3 separate regions of the Sus scrofa genome follow, and regions 2 and 3 are each linked to region 1. Evidence: chromatin contacts called from public HiChIP or PLAC-seq data. All regions are on one chromosome and are shown on one strand. The core of a region is the stretch at or near the end of the contact, and the rest is flanking DNA. Distances in the headings are between cores, read along the strand shown.

Region 1 (4,382 bases), core at 1,593-4,092:
GAGGCAAGAGTGTAGGCTGATCAATGAATATTTACTCTCTCACTAGAAAAAGCCATCGAAGGTGTAACTTAAAGGTTGTTCCCTGGTGCCAAATGCTGCTTCACTCTTGCCTGAATACTCATGGAGCCTCTTCTATCGGCCAGGCTGGGTCTTCAGCATGACAGACAGGAGCGCTCCTCATAAAGCAACGTGCTCTTGGAGGAAATGGACAAGGAATCACAGCTGTGATTGCTAATGAGTGTTCTGAGCCATACGTGGTAGGTGGGGACCTCGGAGCTTCTGCATTGTGCTCCTACAGTTTGAGCCCCCACACAAAGTTGTCCAGCTGAGGGATCCGGCAGGCACTGAAGTCTAAACACTTGAATCCACAGTTTTAAATTAGAATCACTCAGAGTTCCTGTCATGGCTCAGTGGTTGACGAATCCAACTAGGAGCCATGGGGTTGCGGGTTCGATCCCTGGCCTTGCTCAGTGGGTTAAGGATCCAGCGTTGCCGTGAGCTGTGGTGTGGGTCGCAGACGTGGCTTGGATCCTGAGTTGCTGTGGCTCTGGCATAGGCTGGTGGCTACAGCTCCGATTCGACCCCCAGCACCCTGGGAACCTCCATATGTTGCAGGTGTGGCCCTGGAAAAGGAAAAAAGACAAAAAGACCAAAAAAAAAAAATTCCATCTCTTTGGTTATAACATGATGGAAGATAGTATGGGAAAAAAAGAATATATATATATATATATATATATATATATATATATATATATGCCTGGGTCACTTTGCTGTACAGCATAAATTAAGTCCATCCCTTCAGGTGGTGCCTTTTGCAGCATCCGCAGCCCCAGCCCCATGTTGCAGTGACTGCTCTGTAAGTTTTGGACAAAGTCTCTCCTGTAGGTGGGGGCCAGCTGAACGACAGAGGGGAAGAAGAATGATCCAGACAGAGATGCCCAAGGTCCCACCTCTGGGAAGGCCTTTGAGGAAGTGAAAGAAGGTGTTTGTGGCTGGGATGCAGCAAATGGAGCAGCAGGGCTGAGGGCTCCGGCTGGGGCCACGGGCAAGTCCAGATGGTGATGGGCTTTGAAAACCACATTAGGAATTTTGAACTTTACACCAAGAGCGATGGGAAAACTCTGGCTTAATGGAGGGAGTAACTTCAACTAAGCTTCAACGAAACTCTCATTTTCTCCTTTTGTCTAATTCTAGTCAAAACCCCTAGTCTTTTTTTTTTTTTTTTTTTTTTTTAATTTTATTTTCCCACTGTACAGCAAGGGGGTCAGGTTATCCTTACATGTATACATTACAATTACAGTTTTTCCCCCACCATTTCTTCTGTTGCAACATGAGTATCTAGACATAGTTCTCAATGCTATTCAGTGGGATCTCCTTGTAAATCTATTCTAGGTTGTGACTGATAAGCCCAAGCTCCCGATCCCTTCCACTCCCTCCCCCTCCCATCAGGCAGCCACAAGTCTCTTCTCCAAGTCCATGATTTTCTTTTCTGAGGAGATGTTCATTTGTGCTGGATATTAGATTCCAGTTATAAGTGATATCATATGGTATTTGTCTTTGTCTTTCTGGCTCATTTCACTCAGTATGAGATTCTCTAGTTCCATCCATGTTGCTGCAAATGGCATGATGTCATCCTTTTTTATGGCTGAGTAGTATTCCATCGTGTATATATACCACATCTTCCGAATCCAATCCTCTGTCGATGGACATTTGGATTGTTTCCATGTCCTGGCTATTGTGAATAGTGCTGCAATGAACATGCGGGTGCATGTGTCTCTTTTAAGTAGAGCTTTGTCCGGATAGATGCCCAAGAGTGGGATTGCAGGGTCATATGGAAGGTCTATGTATAGATTTCTAAGGTATCTCCAAACTGTTCTCCATAGTGGCTGTACCAGTTTACATTCCCACCAACAGTGCAGGAGGGTTCCCTTTTCTCCACAGCCCCTCCAGCACTTGTTATTTGTGGATTTATGAATGATGGCCATTCTGACTTGTCAAAATCCCTAGTCTTACACTGGGATCCTTCAGATAAGGTGTGGGAAAGAAAGTCCAGACTCACACCTTTGAATTTCTTTGCCATGCTGCTCAACATACACAATATAAAACATGTTTTAAGGGAGTTCCCATTGTGGCTCAGCAGGTTAAGAACCTGAGACAGTCTCCATGATGATGCTGGTTCTATCCCTGGCCTTGCTCAGTGGGTTAAGGATCTGGTGTCGTCACAAGCTTCAGCATTGCAGATGTCACTCAGATCCAGCATTGCTGGGGCTGTGGTGGAGGCCAGCAGCTCCAGCTCTGATTGGACCCCTCGCCTGGAAACATCCATATGCCACAGGTGCGGCCGTGTGAAAAAAAAAGAAAAAGGAAGTTTTAAAACTTAGCCCTTAGTAAGTGAAAGGGATGTGAGGTCTTTGGACTGTGAGAGCAGATGCTGATCATAACTGATTGATTTCAGGTTTGGAAGGAGCACCCAGGCAAGTCCTATGCTAACTCCGAGGACCAATTCCCTCTCTCCCCAGCTACCCTGGGGTCAGCTAGTATTGTCTTCATTGTCAGAAGGAACTGGTTGCTTGTGTTTTTTAAGGCCCAGTCCATATTTTGCCCTTGGCGAGTTCAGGTGGTGTGAAGTTTCTAAGCTAAGAACAACTCAGGAGTGAATATGGAAACATTTTCTTCAAAAAACTGAACAGCTGGATTCAATGTTCGCAAATACTCTGGCTAAAGGATTCATTATTTACATATTTGGTTTTGGAAAGAGACTTCAAAAGAGAGGTAGTAAAAACGGACAACCCGCGAGGATTTTTTAATTGAAGATTAGTAAGAGGGCGCCCTCTGCTGGCTAAACCTGTATAGCGATTAAGAGTTGATGTGCTTCCCTTAAGTTTTTACTGGTGTGGGCAAACGGATCGTTCACAGTTTGTTCATCATTTCAGCTAACAACTCAGATTCTTTTGGAACTGGTCTAGGGGACCTGTAATGCCCAGCCCCAATCACAGGTGTTTCTGTTTCAGTCTTTGGTGGTAGTCTTTCATATTTCTCAAACACAATAGCTCTAAGAATCAGCTCCAGCCAAAACCAGCCCCCAAATACCTACTGCATCTTAGCTCCTTTGTTTCCTTTCTATCTTTTGCCCTCCACCTCCCTTCCTCCTCTCTGCCAGCAAAATAAAATACAGCAAATCTTTGCTCAAAAGAAAGAGCTCCTGATGGAAAGTGAGAAGGAGGGAACAAAACCCTTATCTCTAGCGTATCTTCACCTGGCTGGTGAAGCCTGGGCCCCAGGCTTGGGTTAGGTACTCAAGAAGAGCTGTGAATCCCATTAGCATCTAGTGATGGATTCTGGAACAGGCACCGTGGGAATAGACGATTTGGTGAATGGGAGACCTGAGGCTGCAGAACCGAAGCGGTGGTTACATGGGAGGAGAAAGGGGAATGTATCTGTGAGACTTTTTGTTTGTCAACAATAAGTGTCAGGCTCTGGGTGACACCTGGGACATGCTAATTCTGTTTCTTGCTTTTCCTCTCTACAATTTTTTTTTTTTTTTTGGTCTTTTTTGGCTGCACCCTCAGCATATGGAAATTCCCAGACTAGGGGTCAAAAGGGAGTTGCAGCTGCTGGCCTATGCTACAGCCACAGCAATGCGAGATCAGAGCCTGTGACCCACACTGCAGCATGTGGCAATGCTGGATCTTTAACCCACTAAGTGAGGCCAGGGATCGAACTTGCATCCTCATGGAGACTCTGTCCCGTCCTTAACCCACAGAACCACAATGGGAACAACATTTCACCTGCTTTTCTAAGGCCCCCACTCCTCTCTGCTGCACACAGAGAACCCAGGCCCATCAGCATGGCCACGAGGCAGCTTCTCTTGACCAGTCCTGGGTAAACTTTCTTCTACTCACCTTATTTCTTCTGTTTATGCCTTATTAGGGCACTAACAAATCACTTGACTCACAGATTTACCAAAAGACATTTGTAGGCTTTTATTCTTCTCTAAAATGCCTCCTGACCTTGGCATTTCTATGCTGCTTGATAGTGTTGAGTATTTTTCATGGATGCCTTAAGTTTCCATTTGTTAGACATTGCCTTGTACTTATTTGAAATCTCTCCCTCAGCATAATACAGTATCTTTTATTGGAAATATACTCCCTTAACAGAATAAATCTGTATAAATTAGAAGTTTGGGGCATTCCCTGGTGGCTTAGCAGTTAAGGACCTAGCAGAGTCACTGCTGTGGCTCTGGTCACTCCTGTGGTGCAGGTTCAATCCCTGGCCTGGGAACTTTTGCATGCTGCAGATATGACTAAACATTTTTTAAAAGATAAAAAAAAATTAGTAGTTTGGGATTAAGAAATGGACACCGCTATATATAAAATGGGGAA
Region 2 (4,867 bases), core at 583-3,082, 210 kb before region 1:
TCTAGTTTCAATTCTATTTTGGTTTTTGGGGGTTTTTGTTTTTGCTTTTTAGAGCCACAAGTGTGGCATATGAAAGCTCCCATGCTAGGGATCTACTCAAGAGCTACAGCTGCCAGCCTACGCCACAGCCACAGCTACGCTGGATCCTTTAACCCACTGAGTGAGGCCAGGGATTGAACCTGCATCCTCATGGATACTAGCCTGGAACTTAACCTGCTGAACCACAACAGGAACTACCTTTTGTTGCACTGTTTAAACAAGTCTGCTGCATTTTTCAAAAGTATCTTCCCTGACCGGTGTATCTAAACATGGTCTTGCCAACTTAGAACGTCTATAAAATGTACAGCCGTCACACGGCGGTATTTACCACCACCCTGGTCACTGTGAATTACCTTGCGTGTGTGCTGTGACCCCTTACCTCTCTGGCGATTACATGCTGAACTGTCTGTGGCTATGAACTGGGTCGCACCTCCTCTGGAATCACCTCCACATTTAGCACAGTGCCTGGCACATAATTAAACATTTACTGGCTCCTCCCTGGTTACAATGGAGAGCTGTTGATGGACAGAAGCCTTGTGTATTTTTGGCGTTCAAAAGGATTTCCTGATCCCATTCGAAGCCAAGAGTTCTGCTGGCATGCTGGGAGCCAGAACCTTCTTCCTCCTCCTCGACCACAAGGCCCCAGAGGACTCTCAGAGTGAACGGGGCAGCACAGGGCAAGAAAAACATTTCTCTGCTACAAAAGGAAGAAAGGTCCCATTGGCAAATGCTGCTCCGATCATCCAAAAGCCACAGGGAGTCCTCGCTGTGCAGGGAACCTTCCACGAAAGGCAGAGGGAGGAGATTTTTCTCAGTGTCCCTCAGTGGCTCAGGTTTCCATAATGGTCTGGAAGGTTCCTGGCTCAGGGAACCGGGGGCACAGCCCCCAGGAAGCATTAGACCCTGGCTGAGGCTGAAGCGGCTATGGGACGTGCTGGTGGTGACTGTCGGGGGCACAGCCTTACAAGACCAACAGCCTTATGAGACCAACAGGAGGCGACCCTCTGAGTCAAGAGGAAAAGGGAACATGAGTCTGGTCTCTGAAGAATGACTCCAAAGGGTCAAATCAGCCTGACGTGTAACCTGTCTGTGAGTCACTGCACAACTCACTTCTTGGGCTTTCCCTGTGAAGCTCAAGGCTCCTGACCCACACAGCTTCCCCGTGAGCTCTCTTCCATGTGGTCACTCTGGCCAAGGGAATGTGTGTCACAGAGGAAGCCCAGGAGGTGTTCACAAAACGTCTCACCAGGGGCCAGGCCACAGTCGAGCAATGGGGAAGAAAGGGCTCCCTGTTCGGAGTTCCCGTTGTGGCTCAGTAGGTTAAGAACATGACATAGTGTCTGTGAGGATGTGGGTTCAATCCCTGGCCTAGTTCGGTGAGTTAAGGACCCCGTGCTGCTGTGAGCTTCGGCGTAGGGGCTAGATCCCAAGTTGCAGTGGCTGTGAAATAGGCTGGCAGCTGAAGCATGGTTCGACCACCAGCCTGGGAACTTCCATGTGCCACTGGTGAGGCCCCCCCACCCAAAAAAAGGACTCCCTGTTCATCAGCCCAAGGACACTGGGGACCACGGGGGTCCACACGTGGGTTCAGAGACATTTCATGAGCACCTAATGTGAGCTGGACGTGGCGCTAGGTGATGGGGACAGAGGTGACTAAAACAGGCCTTCTCTGGAATTAACTATTTAGTGGGACAAACTTTAACCAAATAATTAGGCAAATAACTCACTAAGTACGGTGGGTGGCCAGAGGAATGTGTGTAACTCAACTTTGCAGGGAGCAGGGAAGGCTTGAGACACAGAGGTGAGGCGGAAAGGAGAGCGCCTCTGGGCTGTAGGTTTAGAGCAGCTGAGGTGAGACTCAAGAGCTCAGAGACACGCAGCTCCCTGAGGGTGCAGAGCGAGTGGCATGCGATGAAGGCACAGAGGGGGGACGGGATGGGGGTGTGTCAGTCACTGCAGGGCCTGGGGAGTCAGTGTAAGGATTCAGAATTTTTCCACAGAGCACTGATGCACATTCAACTGTGGAGTGATGTAATCAAGGCTTCCTTAAAAATAGAAAATATGGCATTCCCGTTGTGGTGCAGCAGAAATGCATCCAACTAGGAACCATGAGGATGCGGGTTCGATCCCTGGCCTCGCTCAATGGGTTAAGGATCTGGTGTTGCCGTGAGCTGTGGTGTAGGTCGCAGATGCAGCTCAGATCCTGCGTTGCTGTGGCTCTGGTGTAGGCCGGTGGCTACAGCTCTGATTAGATCCCTAGCCTGGGAACCTCCATATGCCGCAGGTGTGGCCCTAAAAAGACAAAAAGATGGGGAAAAAAAAAAACCCAAGTCTGATGGTACTTGGTCTGGTTTGCTTCCTGGGGGCTGTGCCCCCGTTCCCTGAGCTGGGGACCTTCTAGACCGTTATGGAAACCTGAGCCTCTGATGGACACCAAGAAAGGTGTCAAGACACTGCTGGAAGGTAGCAAGACAGAGGGTGTGAGAGAGCAGGGAGGAGGCTTCTGGGGCAGGTCCAGAGGGAGGACGCTGCCTTGACGGAGTTGGAAGCAGAAAGCAGAGCAGAGAGGGCAGAAGATCTGGGGCTGAGAGGTGACCGTGTCACCAAGTCTCCAGGGGCTCACCAGGCCACCACAGCAAAGAGCAGACTCATCCTTCCGGCCTGAAGAGCCCGCACCAACTGACTGCACTTACTCTCACTTCTCATTCCTCCCCTTCAGCCCCCTAATGTCTGTGTTCATTCCTGACTTCAAATCCCTTTAGCTAAACCTCCAGGGACCCTTCCCACCCCGATCTGCCTCATCTTTCAAGGTTTTTGCTGTGTTGTTGTTTTGTCTTTTGTCTTTTTAGGGCCACACCCTCGGCATATGGAGGTTCCCAGGCTAGGGGTCTAATTGGAGCTGTAGCCACCAGCCTACGCCAGAGCCACAGCAACGCGGGATCCGAGCCGCGTCTGCAACCTACACCACAGCTCATGGCAACGCTGGATCCTTAACCCACTGAGTGAGGCCAGGGATTGAATCTGCAACCTCACGGTTCCTCGTTGGATTTGTTTCCGCTGTGCCACGACGGGAACTCCTCAAGGTTTAATTAAAATTCTACCACTGCCATTAAACCTTCCCCAATTTTTGCAGGTGACAAGCAGTCGTCCCTTATCACAGATCTATGCACCCTCACATGCTTCTATATTTCATCGACTTTGGATGTGCTGCCCCCAATTCACCACAGGTTCTCCAAGGCTGGGGCCCCACCCACTGAGATCCAGCTGAACGGACAGGCCTGGACCAGGCGTCTCCCCTGAGATACAGATGACACGACTGGGGCAGGGAAAGACTGATGTCACCGCTGTCACCCGGGTGCTTCTGGGCGGCCTGTGCAAAATGTCAGGATGAGGAGCTGGGGAACCGTCTCTAGTCTGGTCTGCAGTGCATCTGTTAAACAAGCACAGACTTGGGTGTTACGTCTGAGGCACTGCAGCTGGGGAGAGACACAGCTGGCTTACCACACTGGCAGGTGGCAACTGCACCAAAGATGGTCCAACTTGGACAACCTCGTGCAAACCGCGGCTGAGACGCAGAGCCAGCCAACACATGGCAACTAGGGGACAACATGGCACCTATTTTTAGTGGCTCTCAGTCACTGCAGCTTTTTAAACACAGAAGAGCCAATTCCTGAATAACTGCAGTGCTCTGACGGACTACTCATGTCAATCTCTTTTAGCAGCTACTATAGGATCTGAAATGGAATGATGGAAGAGTTCTCTTCTTGAGGCACAGGGACAGAAGGCATGGCACATAGGATAAGAGGCCTAACAATGACAACAGCACCCACGGCAGATCTGAAAGCGGGAGGATCAGGTTCTGCTCTGTTCTACCAGGAAGGATGGGGACTGGTTCCATTAAACCAGAGACGCACAGTTATTGCACAGAACTGCCAACGGACTCCACATCCCGGTTACAATGAGCAAAAATGGGTAAAGAGTCAAATACACCTGTATTCTCTCCTGGCTCTAACTGGACTAGCAAATCCAACTCAAAGAAATATGTTTGGCCTCTAGCTACAGCAGACACGAGTCTAAGACCTCGACTGTGTTCAGAGATGAAATGTTTCTCAGAGCCCTTAGCGCTGCACCTGACGCGGAACCCCATGGTGGGCACCTTCCATCATCTTTCAGAGCCAGACCTCAGCACAGACCAGAGTACACGTTTATGGGATGATCCCCCCGTGAAATAATTTCATGCTTAAAAACTGTAATATACAGTAGGTTTTTATACGCTGCTTCTCCCATAACATGTGAGATAAGACTCTGCCTCTGAAATCCACCAAGAGGCTGAGTGAGACCTACCACAAAAAGGACGAGCCTGCTCTGAAACTGGGCAGCCCTGATTCTCAGTCCAGCCTCCTGAGGGAATTCCAGAAGACTCAGGAACTAGAGCAGACAGGGCCCTGGGTACACAGAGAGGACAGGGAGAGGTGGGGAGAGTCACGGGGAAGGGCCCTGTTATTTCCCTCATTTGTAAATGAAAGGGCTGAGGTCTGTGATTCACTTAGGTTTACTGCTACAAGGCTAGTCTGGGCCTCATCACAGGACAGAAACAAGTGCTAGAGAATCAGCAAACTGCTATGGGTCCCTTTTGCTTTTCACCCAGAGTTACAACAGGGAGGAAAGAGAAGGAAATAATAGAACAGCATTTTTATCTGTAGGCTGATCTTTATTTCTACTACATTAATCCATTTATTTTCTCTATATTAGCACAAAACCAATTCCGTGGGTTTTTTTTTCTAATGTTTATTTTTAATTTGTCACCCTTAGAAATATGAGATAAAGG
Region 3 (5,116 bases), core at 1,564-4,063, 230 kb before region 1:
TTTTATTGAAGTATAGTTAATTAACAATGTGTGCCCTTTTCTCCTGTACAGCAAAGTGACCTCATTATACATACAAATACACATTCCCTGTCTTCTATTATCTTCCATCATGGTCTATCCCAAGAGACTGGATATAGTTCCTGTGCTTTTATGGCTGAGTAGTATTCCATTGTATGTATGTACCACATCTTCCAAACTCATTCATCTGTCAGTGGACATTTAGGTAGTAAAGCAGAAAATTTTTAAATTCAAGTATAGTTAATTTACAATACTGTTAGTTCAAGTGTTTTGGCTACTTAGGGTCTTTTGTGTTTCAAATTAAAAATTAAATTTGAAACAAATTTGTGTTTCAAATAAAAAATTTGAAACAAATTTGTATTTAAAATACAAATTTAAATAAGTTTGTTCTAGTTCTGTGAAAAATGCCACTGGTAATTTAATAGGTAAAATTAATTGGTAATGTTATGCCACTGGATCTGGAGACTGCCTTGGGTAGTGTGGTCATTTTAACCATATTTAATATTGACTCTTCCAGTCCAAGAAGATGGTATATCTTTCCACTGTTTGTGTCCTCTTCAATTTCTTTCCTTGGCATCTGATAGTTTTCAGAGTACAGGTCTTTTGCCTCCTAAGCACGTCTATGCCTGGGTATTTTATTCTTTTTTGATAAATGGTAAATGGGATTGTTTCCTTAGTTTCTATTTCTGATATCTCATTGTTAGTGCTAGATTTCTGTATGTTAATTTTGTGTACAGCAACTTGGCCAAATTCACTAATGAGCTGCAGTAGTTTTCTGGTAACATCTTCTCCATGTCATCTGCAAAGAGTGACAGGTTTACTTCTTTTCCAATTTGGATTCCTTTTTTTTTTTTTTTTTTTTCTTCTCTGATTGCTGTGGCAAGGACTTCCAAAACTATGCTGAATGAAAGTGATGAGATTGAGCACCCTTGTCTTATTCCTTATAGGAAATGCTTTCATCTTTTCACCACTGAGTATAATATTAGCTATGGGTTTATCATATACTGTCTTTACTATGTTGAGGTATGTTCCCTCTACATCCACTTTCTGAAGAGTTTTTATCATAAATAGATGTTTAACTTCATCAAAAACTTCTTCTGCATCTATTGAGATGTTCATATGGTTTTTATTCTTCAATTTGTTAATGTGCTGATTCATAATGACTTGAAGGTATTGAAAAATCCTTGCATTCCCTGGGATAAATCCCACTTTATCATGGTGTAGGATCCTTTTAATGTACTGTTGGAGTCGATGTGTTTTTTTTTTTTTTTTTTTTTTTTCTTTTTGGGCCATCCTATGGAGTTCCAGGACGCAACGTGAGCTGGAGCTGCAACCTATGCCACGGCTGTGGCCACCCACTGCACCAGGCCGGGGATCAAACCCACATCCTTACCACTGCAGAGACACTGTCAACCCCACTGCACCACAGTGGGAACTCCGATTAGTTAGTATTTTGTTGAGGATTTTTGCATCTATGTTCATCAGTGATCCTGGTCTATGATTTTCTTTTTTTTTTTGTGATACTTTTGTCTGGTGTTGATATCAAAGTGATGGGGGCCTCACACAATTACTTTGGAGGTCCTCCTTCCTCTGCAATATTGTGGAATAGTTTCAGAAGGATGGGAGTGTGTGCACACACAATGAGAACATTTTCTTCCCAAACTGAACATGCCAGCTGTTCTCTAAGATACAGTTCATCTTCTCACTCTAAATACTCTCTCTGAAAGTTGACTGTATTTCACACACACACACACACACATACACACACATCCACCTCTCTTCAATTTTCAACCCCTCTTTGCAGCTGCTTCCTAGATATCCCTAATTTGGATGTTCCTCGGGACCTTCAAACTCAACATGTCTGAAACAGCACATTCTCTATCTCCCTTCTCTGCTCCAAATTCGTGTTTCCTCTCTATAATCCAAAATTGGTTTCTGGTAATAATATCCACCTAGAAAGAAGACCTAGAAAATGGGATCATTTCACCCTGTTTCTCCTCCTCACGACCCCATCCAAATGTTGCCAAATCCTTCTGGTATCACCCCTCCTGTTCACCTTTTCTCTCTATTCCCAGAGGCTGCCCAGTGGTCGGCCCGCACGACGGCCACAAAAAAGCCAGCAGCGAGCTCTTGAAGTTTGCAGTGTTTTCCCCTCCAAACCTTATGGTGAACAAAAACTAGAGTAATCTTCCTTGTCATTAAACACGTGCTAACTGCTTCATCCATACACAGTTTCATCGAGTCTCACTGCTCCCTCCTGTCTCCTACAACCTCCAAATCCCCCATGCCAGGTACATGCCCCCTCCCTCAATGCTCTTCACACCATTTCTGGGCTCAAGGGGTCTGTTCCTCTTCCTGATGACTCTTTCACTTTTCTACCTTAAGTTAACCTTCCTATGAACCCCTCCTGCTGCAGCATAATTAACCATTCCATTCCCTGCCCTTCCAAAGGACTTTGGTCATGCTCCTAGCATACTGTGTTATCACTAGCAGTTAATTCTTGTTCCTCCTATTATTAAGTAGCGAAGCGGTGAGATCTCGGGCTGATTCGTGCTTGTTTTTCCACTTTCGACACCAGGTACATAGTTGGACTCCGTACGTGTTTGTTCAACTAACATCCCGTCTACCATTTTCCAGGCAAGCCTATACAACCCGTTTTCATTTAGTCATCCATTGCGGCCTCTCAGGAAATGTTCTAAGCCTGAAATCATTCTCATCTAAGCCACTCTGGTCGCTTCCTCCTTTTCTTGGAATGCTACCTCCCCTACAAATCTTTTCCAACTTCAACTATCTGAAAGACAGCTGGTCATTTTCTTCCTCTTTTAGCCTCCTGCCAACTCCCTAATCCCTTCGTTTACCACACTTGGCACAGTAGATACATTTTGTTTTACAAATGTAGACCTAGCAACTCCAGATCACGCATGCAGCCCTCTCAACTCCACATCATGTGTGCAGACCATGAGAGGGCAACGTCAAGAAAGAGCTTTTGGAACTAGGTGAGCGTCTTCGGATGAGCACCCTCCTCTTCTGATGGTCCCGTGGGCTCCTGTTAGGCTTGAAGATCTCGGCGGCGTTTACTCTGACAGCTTTGAAACTCTTATGAGCAAAGGTCACATTGTTTTTTATGCTGCAGTTGTCTTCCACTGTCTGGTCACCAGAGTGTCTCTCATACAAAAATAGCACCGTCACTGGTGGTTAAGTCTTTCAGGCCTTTCTCACCAATGCTCCTTTAAGAAAGAAACTTTATCTTTTCTTCTCCTTTCCATCAACGGTGCTACAAAGACTTATTCAATTAAAAGTAAAAGGAAGTAGCAACATCTCTTTCCATTCAGTTCAAAGATAGTAAGATGCAGAAGTTTCTGAGAAGAGACACTTCCAGTGTTATACACACCACGCAATCAAAAGACAACAGGCAAATCTAACAACAACATGTGTTACAAGCCAGTGGTGAGTGTCCAAAGAGATTTCCCCATAGAAATACTAGAACAATGGACATGTCTGACAAATAGCCTAGTAGCCTACATTTTGTAGAAATGACCACTTCACCTAAATTGAATGTAAAAAATTTGTTGGGTACCTTTGCTTATAGGCCTATTAACAACACACTCTGATGACACCAAGTACACATTAATAAAACCACATCTAACATTTACTGACTGCCTACTATGCACCTGGTTATGGTGCTAGGCATTTAAATGGACTATCTCATTTAATCCTCACAACCGCCCTTGGACATGGGTACTTTTAAAAATGAGACAACTGAGGCTAGGAGGGTTTATGTGATGTTTCCAAGTGACACAGCTAACAAGTGGTCCAGAGTCAAAATGCAAAGCCAAGTATCTTTGTCTCCAGAATCTGCCCTCTGAACTGCTCTATTGAAGTTCGTATTAAAGCAAATTTGATGGAGCAATAAAGTAACTGGCTTACATACACACTTTTTTTTTTTTTTTTTTTTTTTTTTTTTTTGCTTTTTAGGGCCATACCCATGGCATATGGAAGTTCCCAGGCTAGGGGTCGAATTGGAGCTACAGCCACCGGCCTACACCACAGCCAAAGCCACACGGGATCTGAACCGCATCTGCAACCTACACCACAGCTCATGACAATGCCAGACCCTTAACCCACTGAGTGAGGCCAGGGATTGACCCCGAGTCCTCATAAATACTAGTCAGATTCATTTCCACTGTGCCACTACAGGAACTCCTAGACACTTTTTAATCTAATGAAGTAACAGAATATGAAGTTTTAATTTCCTCTTTTTTCTTCCTTTCTAACTAACAAATGCGAAGGTAAAGAAGCTCCACTCTGGGTATGGACTTCTCTGAGGAGCACCTCAGAGCAACTCAGAAAAGTGGTAGTTATTATTACAACAGTGGAAAAAATAATATAAGAAGGAAATTGTTAAAAAAATTTTACATATATACATAAAACATTTTAACTTAAAACAAATGTACATTAATTCACTAATTTCTTTTCTTTTCTTTCTTTTTTTTTTTTTTTTTTTTTTTTTGCCTTTTAGGGCCATACCTGCAGCACATGGAAGTTCCCAGGCTAGGGGTCGAATCGGAGCTGCTGCCCACACGGTTCAAACCTCAGTTGTTCAAGGGTTGACTGTTTCACACCTGACCACAGAATTGAAGTTGGGCCAGGAAGGAAGGACAGATGTCATGGGGATGCAGGACAGAGCAAAGGCGGCTGGAGGGGCTCCAGGAGTGGGGGCGGTGTGAGAGAGGGAGCTGCAGGGAAGGAGGCGGGTCCTGGAGTGGGTTTGGGGGGCGGTGAGGGCAGGGCTGTGGTTCTGGGCAATGGCAGAGACCAGACCGGGCTCCTGGGAGTAAGTGCTTAAGGTGAGGAGTCCAGAGCACTCAGAGGCCCAGATGTCGGAAGGATATTTGAAGGCCAGAGACGAGTGATTATTTTATCACTAGAAAACATGTATTAGCTGACGGGGCACAGAGTTGAGCTAAATATTAAACAGTATAGGATGCCTGCTTTCTGGAAGCTTAAGGATGATGATGTTTAATTATGGGACATGTGATAGTCAGTATGTGTGTTTTACGCAACACACTGAAACAGAACTGAATGAATAACATACGTT

Evidence for each region. HiChIP or PLAC-seq counts read pairs in DNA pulled down with a chosen protein or histone mark.
Region 2: an H3K27ac HiChIP or PLAC-seq map of alveolar macrophages shows a contact between it and region 1. The contact joins two enhancer-like sites. A contact is called at or near these places in 1 of 47 Hi-C or Micro-C datasets (skeletal muscle) and 1 of 2 datasets of contacts at active chromatin or transcription factors (alveolar macrophages).
Region 3: a contact with region 1 is called in an H3K27ac HiChIP or PLAC-seq map of alveolar macrophages. The contact joins two enhancer-like sites. A contact is called at or near these places in 1 of 47 Hi-C or Micro-C datasets (skeletal muscle) and 1 of 2 datasets of contacts at active chromatin or transcription factors (alveolar macrophages).

What each region holds. Positions count from the first base shown.
Region 1 is chr5:59,715,426-59,719,807 of Sscrofa11.1, reverse strand. All of the region lies in intron 1 of LOC110260737 (a long non-coding RNA gene), which reads left to right. Among named protein-coding and RNA genes, the nearest start is that of CDKN1B, 18 kb to the left of the region's middle. Within about 2 kb of position 2,842, at least 6 of the 83 cell types and tissues checked have an H3K27ac peak or open chromatin away from gene starts, as enhancers often do. A contact at or near this core is called in alveolar macrophages, where this site is marked.
Region 2 is chr5:59,921,101-59,925,967 of Sscrofa11.1, reverse strand. All of the region lies in intron 3 of DUSP16 (dual specificity protein phosphatase 16), which reads right to left. Among named protein-coding and RNA genes, the nearest start is that of DUSP16, 54 kb to the right of the region's middle. Within about 2 kb of position 1,832, at least 13 of the 83 cell types and tissues checked have an H3K27ac peak or open chromatin away from gene starts, as enhancers often do. A contact at or near this core is called in alveolar macrophages, where this site is marked.
Region 3 is chr5:59,944,133-59,949,248 of Sscrofa11.1, reverse strand. All of the region lies in intron 4 of DUSP16 (dual specificity protein phosphatase 16), which reads right to left. Among named protein-coding and RNA genes, the nearest start is that of DUSP16, 77 kb to the right of the region's middle. Within about 2 kb of position 2,813, at least 7 of the 83 cell types and tissues checked have an H3K27ac peak or open chromatin away from gene starts, as enhancers often do. A contact at or near this core is called in alveolar macrophages, where this site is marked.